Regions from separate parts of the Mus musculus genome. Here region 1 is linked to region 2. A link is a contact called in public HiChIP or PLAC-seq data. All regions are on one chromosome and are shown on one strand. Each heading gives the region's core, a stretch centred on a gene start, on an enhancer-like site or on the middle of the called end of the contact. The rest is flanking DNA. Distances are from core to core; before and after follow the strand shown. Region 1 overlaps Gm34828 (a long non-coding RNA gene). Region 2 has its middle 19 kb from the start of Gm33643.

The links. HiChIP or PLAC-seq counts read pairs in DNA pulled down with a chosen protein or histone mark.
Region 1: an H3K4me3 HiChIP or PLAC-seq map of forebrain shows a contact between it and region 2, with 4 times the contacts expected there. The contact joins two enhancer-like sites. A contact is called at or near these places in 1 of 484 Hi-C or Micro-C datasets (bone marrow-derived macrophages), 2 of 115 datasets of contacts at active chromatin or transcription factors (embryonic basal ganglia and forebrain) and 1 of 9 other capture datasets (embryonic stem cells).

Annotation. Positions count from the first base shown.
Region 1 is chr9:61,755,155-61,760,916 of GRCm38.p6, reverse strand. It overlaps Gm34828 (a long non-coding RNA gene), which reads left to right. Exons shown (of 7, transcript XR_001779197.1): 6 at 1,553-1,706. Among named protein-coding and RNA genes, the nearest start is that of Gm34828, 64 kb to the left of the region's middle. Within about 2 kb of position 4,311, at least 38 of the 459 cell types and tissues checked have an H3K27ac peak or open chromatin away from gene starts, as enhancers often do. A contact at or near this core is called in forebrain, where this site is marked.
Region 2 is chr9:60,884,296-60,889,772 of GRCm38.p6, reverse strand. No RefSeq gene overlaps it. Among named protein-coding and RNA genes, the nearest start is that of Gm33643, 19 kb to the right of the region's middle. Within about 2 kb of position 2,307, at least 31 of the 459 cell types and tissues checked have an H3K27ac peak or open chromatin away from gene starts, as enhancers often do. A contact at or near this core is called in forebrain, where this site is marked.

The DNA of each region.
Region 1 (5,762 bases), core at 3,062-5,561, 870 kb before region 2:
TAAACACACAGTTGTTGAGCACAGCCATCTAGGCTGTGGTTTGAGGAGATGGTGTGTCTGAGAGGGTTTGGCCGGCAGCTCAGTCCCACATAATGCAAGGCTGTTCTTTGCAGACTCTGGTCTGCCTGTACCTGAGCTGTGCATGGTGTAGATCTCCAATGAAGCCAGTCCTGGGAGGCCTCTGGCCAGTCCTTGGAACCCCTCTCACCCCACCCCAGCTTCTGCTAATGTCAATTAACTCTGCCACTTTGAGAGTCCCCCACACTTCCAGTGCCCAGTTGGCCTTTCTTTTCTAAGTGTGTGGTATATGTGTGCACATGTGTGCTCACATTCATGTGTGTGCATTAGCTTGCATGTGTGTGTACTTGGAGACCAGAGGCCAATGTCTTTCACACCTTGTACTTTAGGACAGGGTCTCTCACTGAATCTGGAGCTCACTAATGAGGGTAGACACAACATCCAGCAAGCCCTAGAGTGCTTCCTGTCTCCATGTCCCTAGTGCTGGGGTCAAGGCTTGCTGCCTTGCCCAACTTCTACATGGGCACTGGGGACTTGAACTCAGGTCCAAGCTTGTGGCATAGTGCTTTCCTCTGCCAAGCCCCCTTCCCCTTCCATTCGGTCTCTATCTTCTTTGTCTTTAGAAGCCATGACCAAGCTCAGTTATAGCCAACTCCTCTGTTCAGGGATTTTTACTCACACCAAGGTGTAGCTAGAGAGACAGCGGGCCAACTTGTCTCTACACTCATCACCTTGAACCCCAGGGCTGCTGTCTGTCTGTCTCTCCACGGTGCTGCAGTGGTCCTTTTTGTACTCCTCCATTCTCCAAGGAAACAGCTGCATCCTCCTCCTGTCCACACCTGCACTGCTGCCCACCTCGCCTGCTCCTGCTTTGTTCAGGAAACAGCATCTACAGAGAGATGTCTGCCTGTGTGAGCCCCACATTCCCACACCTTCCTCCCCTTCCTCTGATGAAGGTCCAAGGATGCGACCTACAGGTGGACTGTTGGTCCTCTTTCGGCATCTTCACCTTTCCCTCCCTGCTGTCATAACAGGGAGCTGGGAATGCGGCCCTTAGGATTCCACACCTCTCTCCAGTTTCCACTCCATTCTTCCTCTCCCCCCGGATTCTGCTCTAAGAGCCAATCAGCTCCTGCCTGCCCTCTCTCAGTGACATCCAATAGATTCCCTGTGGACACTCGGTGTCAGGTCATATGATCCATTTTCTTTCTCTTTCCCTTGGCCTTGGGCAGTGGTGGATTCAGGCTCCTTCCCTGTTTCCTGCAACAGTTGCCAGGCTGGCCTTCCACTTCTTGTCACGTTCCTTCTCAGGATGCTTGCCACCCCTGCTACCATTGCCCAGCCTATGTGGGACTCCTTCCCTATCTGGCTTTGAGGTCCTTCCCCTTTTAATCTCCCAGTTGTCCCGACATAACCTCATCCTACTTCATCCTGTAGCACATCCTAGCCTCCTGCATTTGACACCCTCACCCCTACCTCCTGCCCTAGCCTCAGCCTCCATTCAGGGGTACAACTACTTGCTTGACATTGACAGGAAATGCCTAGGAACCACCTCACAAGCAAGCAGCCAAGGCTGGGGAGATGTTTCCACCAGTACAGTGCCTGCCTCTCAAGCATGAGGGCCTGAGCTTGATCCCCACACAGACTGTCAGGTGTGATGGAAGGAAGCCATGGACATATAACAGCAGGTAGGTAGTATCAGAAGTAGTGGAGGGGGGGCTGTGTCAGATGCTGGGATGTGCAGAGTGCTGGACAGAGATGGCAGCAAATGTGTAAAGTGGAGAATGTGTATGTATGTATATGTATATATACATATATATATACATACAAACATATATATGCGTGTGTATGTACATATGTATATATACATACTTACAAACATATATATGGTATACATACATACACACACATACACACACATATGTGTGTGTGTGTGTGTGTGTGTATAAATGGTCTGCTTCCAGAGATGGTGAGGTCAAGGATGTGACCATTGTGGGAGTAGACAGACAATCAATAGTTGGTACCCATCAAGTAGAGGAACACGAGGCCCCAAGGTTGGATGTGTCCTTAAAGGAGATGTTGAAGTTGACAAAAATGAGATGCAGGGGAAGCCAGAGGCTAAGGATGTGCTTAGTCTACAGCACACAGAGAGCTACAGGGAGAGTGGGCCTCTTGACAAGGGGTTCAGGGGAGCTGTGCTTAATTTTGCATTTAAAGTTTTTATTAGCATATATTAATTATACATACCTCTTGCTTTCGTTTTGACAACTTCGCACATATATATGGTATATTTTGATCATGTCTCTGGTCCCTGCCATCTCTGCTGACTCTTGTCTTTTCCAACTAGTCCCCTCTACTTTCGTTTTTACTTTGTAATGAACCAGTGGATCCAGTTAGGACAACTTACAGGAGAGTAGGCGCCTTGCCAGAGGCTACACCACTGAAGGGAACGTCTTTCCTAGGGAGGCAGAATCCAGTGTGGGGAGGGACAGCAGTGAGTAGAAATGATGCCCACTTCACCTCTTTGTCCTTGGTATATGGGCTGTGGGAGCAAAGCTGGGTTCTCTTGGGTGGGGCAGGGAAGCCAGACACTGGTTAGGACAGAGTTCAGATACACATCTGGAATATGGGCATAGCTGGTGATCATGCCTGGGTGCCTCTCCTCTCCTCTCCTCTCCTCTCCTCTCCTCTCCTCTCCTCTCCTCCCCTCCCCTCCCCTCCCCTCTTCTCTTTTCCCCTCCCCTCCTCTCCCCTTCCCTTTGTGTGTGTGTGTGTTCCTGTACATGTGTGAGTGGAGGCCAGAAGTCAACCTTAAATGTCATTCCTCAGGATGACTTCTGCTTCTTTGAGACAGGGTCTCTCAGTGGGGTGGAGCTTGCTGACTCAGCAAGACTAGTGAGTCCCAGAGATTAATTCACAAGCCTGTGCTACCACACCTGGTTCTGGGAATCGAACTCAGGTCCTCATGCTTGCAAGATAAGTCCTTCCCTGATGGAGTCATATGCCACTCACGCTTCTCTCTGCCTCCTGTCTCTGCAGAGTGACACTTGGCTTCCTTGTTTGCCTCTCTGAACGCCCCCCCCACCACCACCACCACCATGCCCCAGGTTCTACTCTGGACTTCTCTAGCTTACTTAGGCATTCTGAGAGCAGAGATGGCGGCGTTAACCTAGCTAGCTCATGCCAGTGGGGTGTGGCTCAAGATGGTTCACTGGTAACCTCACCCCCACCCTTAATTCTTCATTGAAACGAGATATTGGCTCAATAACAAATGTGCCTGACCACAAGGGCTCCGAGGATAGCGGTTGCCACTGACCGGGTGCTTGCTCCTTGCTGGCTGAGACCTGTATTTATGTCATTTCACACCTTTGCCCTCTCCCCGACAGGATTTTTCCCTTTTAATTTTAGAGATTAAAAACTGAAACTCAGAGATGTTAAGTGACTCAACAAAATTCTCACAGCTTGGGAGCGGCGAAGCTAGGATTAGAACCCAGAAGGCTTTGACTTCAAAGTCTACCTCTTGCCAGGAGTCTTATCTCTGAGAAGTCCATCCCTGACTGGGTACCAGATTGCAGACCAGGACAAATAGACTCCTTGGGTGGTCTCACTGGCAGAGGTGGCTGGGTGGGTTGCTCCCCCCCTCTTTAGCTTCTCTGGCTGGGGCAGGCCTGCATGCACAGCAACGGTCTCCAGGCAGCAATAGGATGAATAACTGATGGTGATTAGCTAAATCATAACATCGCTCATGCCACGCATAAGCGATGAGACAACCGGTGCCAGGCCTCGATGAGCGGCAGCGGGCACCCCCGCGTCGCCGCCATCCTGTCCCCCTTCCCGCCCCCCAGCCTGGAGAAGCCACCGCGGCGCCCGATGCCGCCCTGTGTTATCAGGCACATGAAGTGCCGCTTCAATGAATATAGATTGACCTTATTATAGCAGCCGGCTGCTGGTGCCAGGCGCAGCCAGGCATACTTTGCACAAATTAAAGGTGTCAGCATGTAATTTACGGTTCATGGAGGAGGAGAAGGGCTGGTGGGGGTGGGGGAGGCGCCAAGGTGGGTAGGAAGGAAGGTGGGCTGCGGTGGGGCTGGCACAGGGGCTCTCACACACTAATGACAGGAGGTGCAGCGGAGGTGTCATTTCCATCCCTGGCTTTGCTCATTTTCCCTATTCATCGCTCAAAGGTGGGGCTGCCCCCTCCTCGAAGTCCCCCCCCCCACCTCCGCACCGTGTGCATGTGTGTGTATTTTGCAGCTAAATTACTGGTTTTACCTGAAGAGCGTAAAGTAGGTGTGCTAATTTACGGCTTGGCAGATAAAGCCTCAGTATGGGGAGCTGTCTGGGAGGCCTGTAATACGACATCATTTGACTAACACACCCCAGAGCGACTTGACATCTCAGAGTTGGGCCTGTGATTAAAGTTGTGGCTTTCTTCGCCTCCCTCTCCCTTCTCCGACACGGAGAACAGATTAAACTCTAAGTAATAGATCTCGGGTTTCTTGCCATCCCACTGATATACACAGTACACAGTTTGACACAAAGAGTAAGTTATAGATCACAAACAACAGCCTCTGCCCTTCACCGCCCAGAATTAATTTCCCATTTGCTGAGCTTCCCTGTTCTGCAGGCCCATTTCCTGGTGAGCAGGGCCGGCTCCCCTCCTGCAATGGCAGGGGATACAAATGGATAGGGACACTTAGCTCTGGACAGGTAGCGTGACCCTAGAGGCTTTCAGACAGGATAGCTGAAGGGAAGAAGTGACTTCCTAGTGTCATCTCCTGTGTTTGGGTGGCTGGGTGGGGGTGCTCAGCTGGGGCTTCTGATTGACAGCTCTGGACCCTAGATGTGGATGGGGTCATGCTAAGGGGGAAGAAGGCAGAGGGGCTAGACAATGCCCTGAATGCCCCCAAGTTGCCATGTAAAACTGTCTCCTCCACCCCATCTGGGTCATGCTTAGAGGTCACTGATGCCTTCATTGGTCCCCAGGCTTGGCTAGTGTGGGTACCAGCAGGAGATGGGAGGACAGAGCTCTCTCAGATCTTTTCTGCTTCTCCTGAGTGATACCCCACCCTAGGAAGAACTGCTCCTCAGACGTGGGAGGGGACAGTCCCAGAACCAGCTCCTGTACCCCCTAGGACAACAGCTGGCAGCTGCTCTTTCCCTTTAGCTACCTCATGATCCCTTATGGTTCCTTTAACCCTGTTGGCCTCTGTCACAGCCTCTCTACTCCTACCTCTGCAGCTACACCATCTAGGGGAATTCTCCCTCCCATGGGGACCTGACTGGTACCTGGGGTACCTATTCTTTCCCTACCCTCAAAGACTCTAATGCCCCAGTCCTCTGCCTGAAGGTATGCAGCAAGCAGGAGGCATTCAGATCTCCATGGCAACATGCTGTCTGTTAGGCCATTCTAAGACATACCGCAAAGGACTTTATACATGGAAACCCCATTGTGGGCCCACGTGACACTACCTGGCTAGGCCCAGTAAGTAGCAAAAGTGTAAGGCCTGGAGATGCGGAACCCAGGTCTGAACTTTAGCCTGGCTATAGGCACAATGTCCCCTTCATTGTGTGTGGTTTTATCATTCCTGGTTCTCATGTGTGCATACACATATATACCTAAACACAAGGCATGCATATACACACACACACACACACACACACACACACACACACACACACACACACATAGATACACACACCACACATACATATATGCATACACAAATACATATCTAAACACA
Region 2 (5,477 bases), core at 1,058-3,557:
TGGTCTTTGGATCTCTGGAACCCAGGTAAAAAGCTGGATGGGTGTTGTAGCCCTCTGTCATCCCTGAATTTGGGAAGCAGAAATGGGGGATTTCCAGGGAAAACTGGGTAGCTAAACCAGCCTAGTCAGAGAATGCCCAGTTCTAGGAGAGACCCTGCTTCCATGGATAAAGTGGAGCGTGCCATAGCTAGCTGTCAACTTGACACACCTGGGAAGAAGGACCCTAAACTGAGGAATTGTCTCCTTTAACTGGTCTGTGGGCAAGTCTGTAGGACATCTTCTTGATTGCTAATTGATGTAGGAAGGCCCACCCCGTAAGGATGGTGCTATTCTAGGCAGGTGAGTCAGAGCAACAGAAAAAGGCTTCGAGATAATTCTGAAAGCATGTCTGTTGAGAAGACATCATCTGTTTCATCCTACATGAGATGCTCTTTGAGCCACCTTCATGCCTGCACCAGGAGCTGATGTGACTTTGATGTGAGTGTGACCTTAACCCTCCTGGTCACAAAAGTAGATCCCTACTATCTCTGCTGCAGCTTGTTTGCATCTCTCTCTGTCTGTGGGCTCTTGTTTGTGATCTTGTAGATCTGGTCCGTACATGTGCACATCTCTGGGCATCTCTTTTACATTGTTTGCATGTGTGTGCAGCAGGCTGGTGGGCCTGTGAGTGCCCAAGGCTTCTCCCGTCTCACCACGGGAACACTGCAATTACAGATGTGCATCTGAGCTTTATGTGGGAGCTAAGGATTTGAACAAAGCTCCCCACACTTGTGCAGTCAACAGTTTACCCACAGCCCTGCCTCCGCTTCTAACAGTACTTAGTCCCATCATCAATACTTAGGATCTGGGGAGCGGAATGAACTGGCCTGCCATGGCACGCCTGCCCCGCAAACAGTAAGTTAAGGGAAAGCAAGTGTTTCACATATTCAGCCCCTCTGCTTGCGCAGACGGCTCTTCATCTCCTCCAGCCTCACAAGGCAGAGTGATGGCGAGACCTGTTTAAAATAAAACTTAACATGTTGGTGATCATTTATTTGCAGCTATAGGGGCTACTTTGGACACGCTGCATTCAGAAGATGATACAGATTTGTCTCTGAATGGAGGGAAACTCCAGCACAGGCATTTGGGCATGGCGGCGTCAAGATGGGGAACCTAGGGTACACTAAGGAAAAAGGTGCCAAGGACACTCACTGAAGCAAGGGGAGGTTCTGTGCAGAGCCAAAGGCTCTGGGAAGGAGATGGGGTTAGACCTGGATAGCCTGAACCCGGGGGACTGTACATCCAAGAACCAGGGCGGTAACCAGGTAGCTGAGACTTACTAGGAGCAGACCTCAGGGTTACATGGGATTCAACCCAACTAGATTAAACCCGAATCTTCCCAAAGAATCAGACCTCACCTTGGCAATGAAGAGGAGAATCTGAGCGGATATTTAGGGTGAGAGGTTCCCTGGAGACTGACCCAGCAGTACTGTTAGCTAAAATAGAAATAATCAGGTCGTGGATGGGGAGGGGCCCCAGGGAGGGCGCTTGTGGAGCAGGCCTTAAGTTTGGCCAAGCAAAAAAATGGTTTTAAGCACAGAGGAGGCCTGAAGGGGAGGGGTCTAGTGATGGAAAAAGCAGAAAGGGAAGTACACATATATAAAAAATATATATCCAGTTCACTGGACCTTCAGAATCTGTTTGTTGAAAACATCTGTGGGCCAGGAGTAAAGTGAGAACAGAATGATGTTTCCTTGTGGGCCCAAGTAGACTCACAGTGTAGACACCTACTCCTTACACACACACACACACACACACACACACACACACACACACACACGTGCACGCGCCTGGGAGACTGCAAAGGGACCTGAGCTAAATCCCATGAGTGTGCAACCATGAATGTTGCTCCAAAGGCACTGTCCACCTGTGTGTGTGTGTGTGTGTGTGTGTGTGTGTGTGTGTGTGTGTGTAATCATATATAATTTATTTGCCTGTTTATCACATGCATGTAGGTGCCCATAGAATCCAGAAGAGGGCGCCAGATCCCCCTGGAATAGTTACAGTCAGTTGTGAGCTATAACTTGGGTACTGGGACTGGAACTTGCATCTTTGAAAGTGTAACAAACGCGCTTAGCTGCTGACCTTCTTTCCAGCAAGGCTAGTGGAAGCGCTTTGGCAAGCTGTGCTATCCATAGCATGTGCTCTCAGAAGGAGGTACTTCGGCTTGAGAAAAGTCCCAACTGGTATGCTGGACCCACAGGGCCAGAAACAAGGAACGAGTATTCCTAATGGATGCAGCTTGTGGGGCTCGTACGCATGCGTTCTCATCCTCCTGTTTGGTACAAGAAGTTCACACTGAGGTCAATTCTAGAAAAGCAAGCCAGACAGGATGTGTTTAACCAAATGTTTTCTGGGTCAAAGTCACTGCTTGCTTCCCTACTCTTTTTAGCATTGACTATCTCTGCCTTTTCCTCTCTCATACTGAAGGGAAAAAAATATTGCAAGCCACCTTAACCTAATAAAAACAAGCGTGTTGGCATTTGTTTGGGGACCGAATCCACACAGAAAGGCACTTGTGCTTTATTCTGGCTAGACATCAAGTCACAATTAAACCTTCCTCAAAGTCTCTGTTGTCCTGGTAACTGCTAGTTACTTAGAGAACATGGGGGGGGGGGGGGGTGTGATTGCCCAAAAGGGTCTGGAAGGAGAGCAAGCGAGAGAACGAGCGAGCGCTTATTAAGGAATTCTGCCTGGTGCGCAGAGCCGCAGCGGCCATGTCAGATGGCAGAGCAGAGGTGGGGGAAAGCCCTCCTTCAGGTCCTCCCAATGCTTCCATAGCTTTGGGGTTCTGCCGCTGTGAAGTGGCTATGCACATTATAATAACAAGCCCGACCAAAAATATTGACAACAAATAGTATTTTGAATAAGCAGATGGTAAATCCCCTTAAACACATTCGACTTTGACGGATATATTTAGACTCAGATGAATAGTCGCTGGGGCTTTTTTTTTTTTTTCTTAAGTGTCAATTGGTGTGAATGAATAAAGATGGTTTTAAAGGAGCTGAACTGCTTAGGGATTAGGGCCAACTGGAACAATTTGCTTTTGAAAAAAAAAATAAGCCTCCAAGCTAGAGAGTGTCTCAGTTTCGGATCGCAGCAGGAGGACCTCAGCCTTTGAGTCCTCCACCTGGGCCAGGTCAGCACTGCTCAGTTGCCCACCTTTTTAATTGTGCATAAACGAGATCTTGCAGCTCCAAAGAGCCAATAATTATGGCAACAACAAAGCGGGAGGGTTTAAGTAGCAGTCCTTTTTATTGTGGTTTAACAGATTTTTTAGCAAGAAGACTGAGAATATAAATTGGCTTCATTTTTAAATCCTGAGGAAAATGCCTAAACAGCCCATAAGGTCCCACTTGAGGCAATTAAAAAAAGCTTAGAATAGCAAGCAAAAGGAGGGGGGGGGGAAGCACAAATTTTATTTGGACACCATAGAGGGAAAAGGTTACCGATGAGACCAGCTTCCTTCCCACATCGTCTCCGAGTCCCTTGTGTGAACCTGGTCCCCAGTATTTTTGTGTGTGGGGGAGGCGGAGTCAGCAGTAATGGTATAGGGAGTAAGAAAAGCAAGTCAGATATCTTATGTTTTTGCTCCAGACATGTAAAATGTGTTCCGAGCATGTATGTAATAGAAATGATGGCTCAGGCTTTCCCTTCACTAGCATGCAATACTCTCAGGGGCCACATTCTAGTCCTTCTCTGGTACTGGAGGTGCCATTAGAAGAGGGTAATGCCAGTAGGGAGGGGGGTGGCTCCATTGGTAAAGCACTTCTTGCAAGCATAAGGCACAAGTTCAAATCCCAGCACTCACAGAGAGGGTTTGCTGGCCAGCTGGGCTATGCAAAAAAAAAAAAAAAAAAAAAAAAATCAGAGCACTCCAGATTCAGTCGTGAGAACTTGACTCAAAAATAAGGATGAGAGCAATGGGGAGATACTCAATGTCTGGCCTACACACACACACACACACACACACACACACACACACACGAGAGAGAGAGAGAGAGAGAGAGAGAGAGAGAGAGAGAGAGAACTATTAGCATCTCCTCTGTCTTTAGGGGCCTTGAAGGATTTCTGCAATGGGGAGATACTCAATGTCTGGCCTACACACACACACACACACACACACACACACACACGAGAGAGAGAGAGAGAGAGAGAGAGAGAGAGAGAGAGAGAGAGAGAGAGAGAGAGAACTATTAGCATCTCCTCTGTCTTTAGGGGCCTTGAAGGATTTCTGGAGAAGGCGTTCTCACACTGATCTGTAACCTTCAGCATCCTCTCAGGGATACGTTTTTTCACAGTCCAATCAGCAGGGAGGAGATGCTGTCACTCTGCCTTCTTGCAGGGTACCATTTGGAAGTGGCCTTCACCCTTTGCTCCTCATCTCCAAGAAAGCTACTTAATGATGCATAAAACGAATTATTATAAAATAAGGCGGACTCTGCACGGCAGCTGCTCACAGTGTGGAAAATCACAATTTTTCATGGCCTGTTTTCTTTGAAAATGTGTGCCCTTTCCCTATCCTTAATGCGTTCTGTATATGTAAAATAAATACTCCTCACAGCAGGACCCTGGCTCAGAGGCCTTAAAACCTAATAAAAGAGTCCTGTAGTTTAATGGTCCTTAAATGCTCAGCATCTTTTTCACTTAATGTAAAATCCATCGGATCTAATAGCCGTGACTGAATTATAGATATATAATTTTTTCTATTAAATGTTAATCTTCTGACTTGGCGCAGCAATAGACGCTCTAAATTATTAAGAAGGCAATAACCTCTCTAAACTCTTTTCAGACTTCAGGATATTCCCAGGTCTGCTATCATAAAAAATAAATCTGCAAACCTGCATACAATAAATAAGAATCTCGCCTATTAAATAAGTCAATTTGATAGCAAATAACAATTATGGAGATGTTGTTTTCTTGATGTGTCCTCCTCTGTTTTGTTAAATGTAAATTCATATATACATATAAATATGTATACATATATATGTGACCAAATTATGTGTCTATATAACTAGGGTAGCAGACTTCAAAAAGCCTCCCTTTTTTCATTTACATATGACATTTTTGTTATCTTCTTTGGGCTGGATCCATTCACTGGTGATGTTTGCTCAAGCAGGCATAAATAATGAAAATACATTGTAATCCATTAAGGGTGCCACATAGCCAATTATGCTAACCGTAGCCCTTGCACTGCCTCGGGAGGTTTGTGGGAAGCCATTTCTGTCCTGGATTCATGCTTTTATTTTAAAATCTATATACTCACTTATGGCAAAGTTAAGTGCAGGGTCATGGAGTTGTTCTGTGGGTACCATCTAATGCCTTAACACCCTCTACTCAGTCCTGCCAAACATTCCTCTATGCCAGCCCCCTTAGCACTTGGTAACCAACCTTTAACACATGGGTTAGAGGGAACATTTAAGATCCAACTCATAACA